2 separate regions of the Gasterosteus aculeatus genome follow, and region 2 is linked to region 1. Evidence: chromatin contacts called from public Hi-C data. All regions are on one chromosome and are shown on one strand. Each heading gives the region's core, a stretch centred on a gene start, on an enhancer-like site or on the middle of the called end of the contact. The rest is flanking DNA. Distances are from core to core; before and after follow the strand shown. Region 1 overlaps LOC120822276. Region 2 overlaps dbn1 (drebrin 1).

What was found. Hi-C and Micro-C count contacts between places; a contact is called where the count stands out from the background.
Region 2: a contact with region 1 is called in a Hi-C map of skeletal muscle, with 2.7 times the contacts expected there. The contact joins two enhancer-like sites. A contact is called at or near these places in 5 of 6 Hi-C or Micro-C datasets (liver, skeletal muscle, tail fin and 1 more).

Annotation. Positions count from the first base shown.
Region 1 is chr7:29,189,388-29,193,869 of fGasAcu3.hap1.1, forward strand. It overlaps LOC120822276, which reads left to right. Exons shown (of 12, transcript XM_040181829.2): 5 at 1-25; 6 at 162-265; 7 at 366-513; 8 at 2,242-2,294; 9 at 3,121-3,218; 10 at 3,347-3,578; 11 at 4,374-4,482. Among protein-coding and RNA genes, the nearest start is that of dbn1, 11 kb to the right of the region's middle. Within about 2 kb of position 2,909, at least 4 of the 9 cell types and tissues checked have open chromatin away from gene starts, as enhancers often do.
Region 2 is chr7:29,248,725-29,253,216 of fGasAcu3.hap1.1, forward strand. dbn1 (drebrin 1) reads left to right here. Exons shown (of 15, transcript XM_078106884.1): 12 at 994-1,143; 13 at 1,223-1,698; 14 at 1,786-1,885; 15 at 2,035-2,875. The coding sequence ends at 2,090. Among protein-coding and RNA genes, the nearest start is that of prr7, 21 kb to the right of the region's middle. Within about 2 kb of position 1,442, at least 1 of the 9 cell types and tissues checked has open chromatin away from gene starts, as enhancers often do.

The sequences.
Region 1 (4,482 bases), core at 1,659-4,158:
AGCTCCAGCTTCTCCTGGCAGTTCAGTGAGTGCTTTTTAAAGTGAAATATATTTTTTTATCATTTGATCATCTTGCATCATAAAATGATCAAGTTCAGCTGCTGTTTGTTTTCTGTTTTTCAACTCCCGTTTTTGTTGTTTGTTTGTTTGTTTTCCTGCAGGATGTCCTTCTCTCAGTCTTCGAGGGCGACCTCGCAAGAGGAGAGGCAGGGACGGCAAGGACTCCAACTCCAGCCAATCGGAGTCCTGGATTGAGAAGATGAAGGTTTGTTACAAAGTTTTTAGGTTCCAAAGTTGGAATTTGCCACCGATAATCTTTGGTTAGTTTGGTTGTGGTTCAATCCGCCTGCGTCCTTCCCTCCCAGGAGAACGTGATGGGCAGTGTGGAGGTTGGCTGTGAGGGCAGCTGGCTCCCCGACCCCGAAGAGCAGCTGTTCCTGGACCAGCTCTTCGCCTTCATGGAGCGCTCCGGCTCGCCCATCAACAAAGTCCCCAACCTCGGCTTCAAGAAGAGTGAGTCTCTCTATTCTCGTTCACCTTTTAGTCTGTTTATCTCGCCTTTTCTCTCTCATCTGTATGCTCTTCTTTTCTGACCTTTATATTTGTCTTTCTTCCTATTTAGTTTTTTATTCTTTGTTACGTATGGTCTCTGTTTATCTCTGATTTTTTTTTGTTTCGTTTCTGTTCTTACTTTCCTTCTGTATTTCTTTCTTTCTTTCTCTTGTGGAAAGGTGCTCTTGACAGTTAAGAAATGCCACACAACCACAATTTCCACGTTGAGATTAGAAATGTTTCTCAAGAGGTCTGAAGTTACAGACCAATCACCTAAATCTGAAAGACAAGAAAAAAAAAATAGAATCATATAAACAATCAAGTGGTATCAAGAAACCAACTTTAGGAACAGCAGCCGATTGAAAGTGGGACTGCGTCAGAATGCGGATGGCTGCAGCTCGTCCTTCCTGCTCGGCCGGTTCCACGATGCTTGTTGTTCAGGGTTGACGTCTTATACCTGCTGCCAAACGCTCGCTCAGTTTACCATCAGAAGGTCTTATTTAAAATGATACATCTTCGCTTTTAAAACCACTTCCAGGGAACCTTTTTTACTTTATTTATTTTTGTATGGTTTTTAAGTTACAGGAATATTCTGTATTTGAACCTCAATATTCTCTGCTCTCCTTAAAGAGAAAATATTTGATTACATTAAATTCTCCCACACTACTCCACTCCTCCGGTGGCCGCCCGCATCCAGTTCAAAACACTGGTACTCACGTACCATGCTGTGACTGGATCGGGTCCAGTCTACATCCAGGACATGGTCAAACATCCCGACCCGCACTCTCCGCTCTGCATCTGCAAAACTGCTCGTCCCTCCCTCACTGAGAGCAAAACACTCGACTAGATCACGACTCTTTGCTGTCCTGCTCCTAAATCATGGAACGAGCTCTCTGGAGACACCAGGACCGCAGAGAGCCTTCACATCTTCAGACTAAAGACACACCTCTTCAGACTACAGTGGATTGACTAAATACATTAACAAATTGTAGCATTTACATTGTACTTGTAATGGTTCTTATCTATAGCACGTTGTAAATCGGCTCATTTGATAAAATTGCACTTTCTAGTTTGTTGTTCTTCTGAGTTTGTATCCTTATGGTTGAAATGCACTTATTGTAATTTGCTGTGGATGAAAGCGTCAGCTAAATGACATGTACTAGTAATGTAATAACGCTCCATTGATAATAAAACTGCATTATGTTAAAAAAAAAATTACATTTTACAAATATACATTGTGCGGACAACTCAAAATTTTAACACATCTTTATTAGAAATACAAATCCATGTTTATTTATATAATATATATGAAATATTTACACTTTTACTCTGCTGCCAGAAGCTTTTAAGCGTTTGATAATGTAAATATATGGCAGCTGTGAGGTTATCCTCCTTTTTTTTCTTTGTACCCACGCGGATTATTAACATTTAATTTGATTTTCAATGTTTTATTATATTTCAACGTCAGTCAAACCTTTATTAAAAACAGGAGGGTTCTTTTTCATCTGAATATTTATAAGCGGGGGGAGAATGAAATAGTGCTTGTTTAAATTACCTTGCAGGGTTTATCCAAACACATTTGTTTAGTTAAATGGAACGGGTTTTTTTCGGTGTTCCAACTTTTATCCGCCGTGGTTCATATTTGTTTCCAGTTGCCGAGTTCAAACATGTCCGCTTCTCTCCCCTTAGTTGACCTCTTCCTCATGTACTCTGTGGTCAAGCGGCTTGGTGGCTACAAAAGGGTGAGTCGCCTCGAGCTTTTTCACTTTATTTACCCCCTTCAACCTTCATTTAGGGGAAAAGTTTCATATTGTTTAGATTTCTATTTTGCATGAAATAATTGAAAGCACTTTAATGTAGGGAAGATGGATATTAAGCTGCCTACAGTAGCCAATTAGCTGAGCATTAATATAAATAAATATATGTTTTTTTGGTGCAATTTTAAAGAAATTAGTGAGTGAACTTTACAGTAGTTTGTTTTTTATTTTGTGCTGCCTTTGGAGCTGTTCCCTGTTTCCAGACTTTATGCTAAGCTAATTCAGCCTCATGTTTTCTTTTACATCAAACTCTGTACAGACAGCTTAAAGTAAAATAATTGATTAAAAACAGCTGGGGCCTGTACTTTTTTTAATTAGCCAACATTCAACTTTATCTTTCTGTGCACAATGAAACGGTGGAGTTCTGCCTTTGTGTTAATCAGTCATTTCCCAGCAGTCTCCAGTGAATAAACGCACAACAAAGTCCCCTTTCCCATCAATGTAAACAGGCAGACGGGACACCGCTCAGTGCGACGCTGTTCACAACAACAGGCCTGTTCAATCGCTCATTTCCTCCTCTGTACTGAGCTCAGCCTGGTACTCAACAATACTAATGACACACTGTGTCATGTGTGCAACTGTTTCAACACAAATTGCACCACTCACACGCAGCCAAAAGAAAAACATCAAGTCGAACTGGATTTTCAACCACGCAGACTAATTCTGAAAGAATGATCGCAGTCCCACCTGCTCCTCATCCGTTTTCATGTTTTCACATAGTTAAATTTTCTATTGTGTGTGTGTGTCGTAGGTGACATTGGACCGACTCTGGAAGATCGTCTATAACGAGCTGGGAGGATGCCCCGGCAGCACCAGTGCTGCTACCTGCACCCGGAGACACTACGAGAGGTCCGACAGAAACATTCGCCCCCTCGTGCAAAGTCCTGAGAATATAAACAAATCCTTCCGGCAAAAAAACGAAAGGTCCAAGTGTTAAAGTACAAGCACTTAGAATCCTACAACTGTGTCTGTCTCAGGCTGATGCTTCCTTATGAAGAGCACCTCAGAGCAGGAGGAGGAGGAAGAGGAGGAAGAGGAGGAGATGGAGGAGAAGCCGAAGCAGAAGAAGCAGAATTCAAAATCCCAGAATCCCCGATGCCTCTGAAGCCCAGAGGGATACGAGGAAGGAAACCACTTCAGAGAGGCAGAAAACCAGGACTCAAATCCAAGGACAAGAAGATGACGGCCCCTGCTGCTGCGTCCCGTGCTGTGAGTGAAGGACCAACTCAACCGTGCATTTGATTATAAAGCTTTCTTCCCGTCGTAGAAGTAGAGATTGTGGTGGAATTCTCCCCCGACAGAGATCAAATCCAGGATTTGATCTCTGTCTGAACTCATTTGAATCTGCCAATGTGCATCTTTTAACCTCATTAAACATTTTTCATTTAGAACTATGAGAAACTCTTAGGGCTGACAAACCCTTCATCTTACGCAGTATTTGGAGTAATGATGTGATCATGTTTTAGGAGTATATTTTGTTGGTTGGGAGTTACTTGCTCACCCATGACTCAAATCAATCCCCAGCAGGGATGATGTAAAAGCACAGAACTGGGCATCATCGGTTTGCGTCGCCAATAGACTTGGAACTTCTCAGCCTTCCCAAATGCTCTGCAGACCAAACCCAATTAGTTTGACAGATATATGAACTGCACAATAACACAGTTTGAATAAAACAAAGACGCCTTCAAGGCCATTGCTGGATTTCAAGGCAAAATATCTGCCTTCCTTCCCAGTACGAACCTTTTGTTACGTCAACTAATGATTAATATCACTCAATACCTAACAATGGGTATTTTATTTCGCTGCATGAACTCAGCGGAAAGTAACGGTCTGTTGTGAATTCGGCCAAGACAAAGAAAGGAGGGGAAATGTGTTGATATTGCTCTTTTTTTTTTTTTTTTTTTCTGGTAAACTCAATGAGTTGAACGCCATCGGTACACAGCAATAAGTAACATGTTCAGAATACAACAACATTCGAGTCACTGTCCTGGTCTCCCCGAGCAGATGGTGAACCCGGCTGGCGGCGCGGCGGTGAAGCGAGGCCGAGGCCGGCCGCCGGGAACACGCAACAAGGCCACACTGATCGCTCAGGCCAAGCTGGTGGCTCAGCAGC
Region 2 (4,492 bases), core at 192-2,691, 58 kb after region 1:
ACGCGTCCATCCGCCTTCAGCGGCCTGACGCTGAATGCTCAGAGAGGCTGTTTGATCTGGTGGTGCTCGTGTCTCGTGTCTTGGTTACAACTAACCTGGAACGCACCGATTTGTGTCCTCTTGCGTCCTCGGTTTGTGCCGTTGGCGTCAAATTGGCAAGTGTCACGCGGCGATGCAACGCGTGTGCGGCCGTCACGGTTCTCTTACACTGCAATTCAGCCTCAACCGTTTGGCACGAGACCAACGCACGAGACGAGAACGAGTCTCACGCGTTGAGATTCAAAGGTCGTGGCAATCCGTCGGATGATTGTTTGAGAGAGAGAAGGCTTACAATGTGAAGGGAATCCAGGTGTTGGTCCGGCTTGGTCACGTCGCCAACTGGAGTCACAAAGAGTCCGATTGTGTGTGTGTGTGTGTGTCATTGGGAGGTCAGGTGACCTGATCTTGCCTCACTGGATTCATGATGTATCAACAAATAAACCCCCCTCACACCCTAAAGGCAGAATGAGAAGGATGTTTAGTTGGCGTCACGTATACTCAACCCCGGGGCCTTTAGCCTCACTGCAGATTTCTCTGCGCCGTTTGCATCACGTCCTCTCGGAATGCAAGCTTGGAATTCGGCACCCGGGCGGCGCAGCGTTTTTATCGAGGCTGCAGCCCCAAAAAAAAATCAAAAAAAAATCAGAAATGACAGTCAGACGGCACTCACTTGTCCCAAGTGATGATTAAGAGTGATTACTTTGTATGGAGCTTTACATTTAAGAAATCCTACTCGGTCTGCCTTTCAGTAGACTTTACTAAAATCATATTCATGTTCATAAATCCAAATCCTGGCATGTTTGGACAGTATGAACAGCCAAAGCCGAGTGGTGCCAAAGATGATCACTGCATTTGCTTCCTGAGTGTGATTATTTTTTGCTGAAGGAAGATTTTGGCGGATCACTTTTTTCTCGCCGCGCCTTTTTTCGACGTTGTGCCATTCTGTCCCTCCAGGGGACGATGATGGCGATGACGACGGTGAAGCAAGCACAGAGCGCAACATGGCCGCCGTGTCGCCCGTTCCGAAATTAGTCACCCCGTCCATCAAAGAGGACCTGTGCCTGGAGGAGGAGGAGGAGGAGGAGGACCGCAGAGACGAGTGGGGTGAGAGTCCACGCTGAAATCAAGTCGCCGACGCGTCCCGCGCGTGTTCTAGTTACAGAAATGCGATCGTCTCCACCAGATTCGGCGCCCAAAGCGGAACCGCAGAAGCCGCCGGTGCCGGAGTCGGCCCCCACCAAGCCGGTGCAGAGCGTGGCCCCGCAGGCCCGCGACTCCTCCGGCTTCTCCGTGTTGGAGTCCGGCCAGGACAGCCTGGTCGACCTGTGGGACACGAGCGCTGACCCTCCCCCCGACCGCTCCCGGTCCTCCCAGTCCTCCAATCTGGTGGACCTGATGGGGGACGTCGGCGTTCCACCCGGCGCCGCCAAACCTCAGCCCCTCCTCAGCTTCGACGACATGGTGGACGGCACCTTCTGCGCGGCCACCGCCGCCGCCGCCGAAGACGACCCCGCCAGCCTCGTGGACGTGATGGACTCTGACCAGATGACCCTGAGCTACCAGCATGCACTGCAGCACGCATCCGGGGACAAGAAGGAGCTGGAGGACGGACAGCGGCTGATGACCAATGGGGAGACGCTGCTGAAAGAAGGGACCCAGGTCGGAATGTTGGTCGGGGATCTATTTGAAAAAGACGCTTTCTGTCTTTTTCCGTCGTTAATAGTTTTCTTTCTCCGGTTCTTAAAGGCGAGTGAGGGCTACTTCAGCCAATCCCAGGAGGAAGAATTCGGCCAATCAGAGGAGTCCTCAGCTAAACCTGCGCCTGTCTTTTATAACAAGCCACCTGGTGAGATACTTAAATATTACAGTTTTGAGCGTATTCACCAGTTGCCCTCATGACTTCTGAGGAATGTGCTTTACTGCCGACGTCGTATTCTCATATCCGCTGCTCTTCATTTCGATTGAAATGAATAAAAGACGTATTTGTGTTTTCAGAGATTGACATTACATGCTGGGACACGGACCCCGTGGTCGATGACGACGACGACTGACTAACCAGCCAATCAGACGCCACCGCCGCCGGACCAGGAGGAAGGAGGAAGTAGGAAGTGCGCTTCATGAAGAAACTGAATTTTTTTTTTTTGTCTCCCTTTTTTTCTAAAAAACAAAAACAAGCAAAAAAAATGTAACAATAATAACGAATCTTGCATCAAAAGTACTTCTGTGTTGTCTTTTAGAGGAAAACAAAACAGTAGCCAAAAGAGAAAAAAAGAAAGGGTTTAAGTTATCGTTAAAGATGGTTTGAAGGGTCACGGTTATGGGCTTTTTCCTGTGTTTGTTATTTTATTTATTTCTTTTTTCTTTGCTATGCACATGTAATAGTTTTTATTTTGTGTAAATGATTAATTACACATTACCGTAGCGCACTGCTGCATATTAGCGACGTTGAAGCTCAGTGTGTGACAGGCAGCCGACACGCGTAGTCTGTAGTGCTTTAATAACACCCCATTAAACTAACGCAGTGGGTCATTACAGCTGTTACTTATATCTTCACTTCATTCTTCTCTCACCTGTTTCTCACCTCCCTCCTCCTCCATGCTGCCTTCCTCATACAAATATCCAGAAATTGTCACCTGTGCAAGTCAGTTAATCTTGTGTTTAGCCCTCACTTTATTGGAAAAGGGTGAAACATTTTATTTATTGTGGTGTGTGAACAGCCGATGGGACCCTGAAGAAATCTATTCAGCCGAACGGCGGCTCCGCTTCCTCCTTTTTTTTTCGCCTCCTTTTGTATGATTTAAAGACTGAATTCAAGATTAAATGGCTTGTAAATCTGGTTGCTTTTTTCAGTGCACTTATATTTCTGTTTCTTCCTCCTTGTAGATCAAACCCTCCGCTCCGCTTCTATAGAACGAATCATTTTCATCCCACTTATATATTTACACAGCAAAAGAAAGAAAGCTCTCCGTCCAATCTAGATGAATATACTGTAGATATTTTTCCTGTACTTTTGTAGGAGAGTTTGGCTTTAATATAACGAACATGAAGCCACGTTTAGCGCGTTAATCTTGTATGAAACTTTCTTCCAAGGCTTAAAATAAGACATTTTCACCAGGCCCTTCGTAAGGTGGCCATTTTTGGACTATAATGAGCACAGCTCCTGTTCACACTCTGGGGGGGGTTTGGGAGACGGGAAACCCGGCGTTTTCCTTATTCTTCAAAAAAAATGTGTTTGTGTCATTTTCTGGCGTTATTGTTCCGCTGGGATGAAAACAGCTGGAAGCAAACTTGGGGCCAGAGGGGATTTACAAATAAAACTGAACCTGTCAAACTTCTGTTCCTCTCGGGATCCATTCACACTTACAGCAAGAGCTCGTGAGTAATCTATGACCATATAAAAGTGTCTGGGAATCATAACTCGGCATCTTCTGCTTCCAATTTAATCAAAACACCTGAACGGCCTCTTCAAGGCTGCGGTGAATTTAGAAGGAACGGCACCTTCGAAGAGTCACTCCGTGCCGGGACAGAATAACGATATCCGTATTTCTGCAGAGTTTTATTGGGTAAATGTACGAGGGGGAATCGGATGAGCAGGAGCTGAAGTGCAAGAAGAGAAGCCTGTAAAACAATAAATTGCTCGGCCGACCTCTCTGCATTGTAATCGTGCTTCAAAGATGATGATGATTTTTCCTCTCTGACCACCCGGCTGCTTTTGTTCTGTGCCATCCAAAAAAAGTACAGTATTGATTTTATTTTTATTGATGCAATATTTAGTTTAATATTTAGCCTGAAGACTAGAACGCGTGGATTTCAATACCTGTCAAAATGTCTGCCAGAACTTTAAATATTGGCAGCAATATTCTTAGTTTCATTTTTTTTTTTTTGCTGTAAATTCCTGTAGAAAATTAAAACTCCTAGGCAATAATTGTGTGTGTGAGTGTGTGTGTGTGAGATCCTCTGAATACTGTGTGTGTGTGTGTGTGTGTGTGTGTGTGTGTGTGTGTGTGTGTGTGTGTGTGTGTGTGTGTGTGTGTGTGTGTGTGTGTGTGTGTGTGTGTGTGTGTGTTGGCCAGTAAGAATTTATTTTGTTTTTTTTGCAGATTTAAAAAAAACATTTGAATTAGTAAAAAAAGGGACAGGAATAAACAACATTGAAATATCTGAGAAATACAGTTATCACTATAATATAAAAAAAGAAATGGCTAGTTTTGTGTATTGAAACAAATGAATTAACTGCTCAATGAATCATTTGCTCCCCTGATTCAAAGACTTGTAGATGGAATCCAATAATGGAGACAGAAATAGTGCTAGAATAAAAAGAAGCGTTTAAAAATCGTGGCCTGTAATTCAGAGATTGCTGGTTGTTTCAGTTGCATTTGTTTACTAATTAGAGAAGACGGGTCTGTGATTAGATATTGTTGTTTCTCTGCAGCTCCGTCGCTGTGTCAAAAAC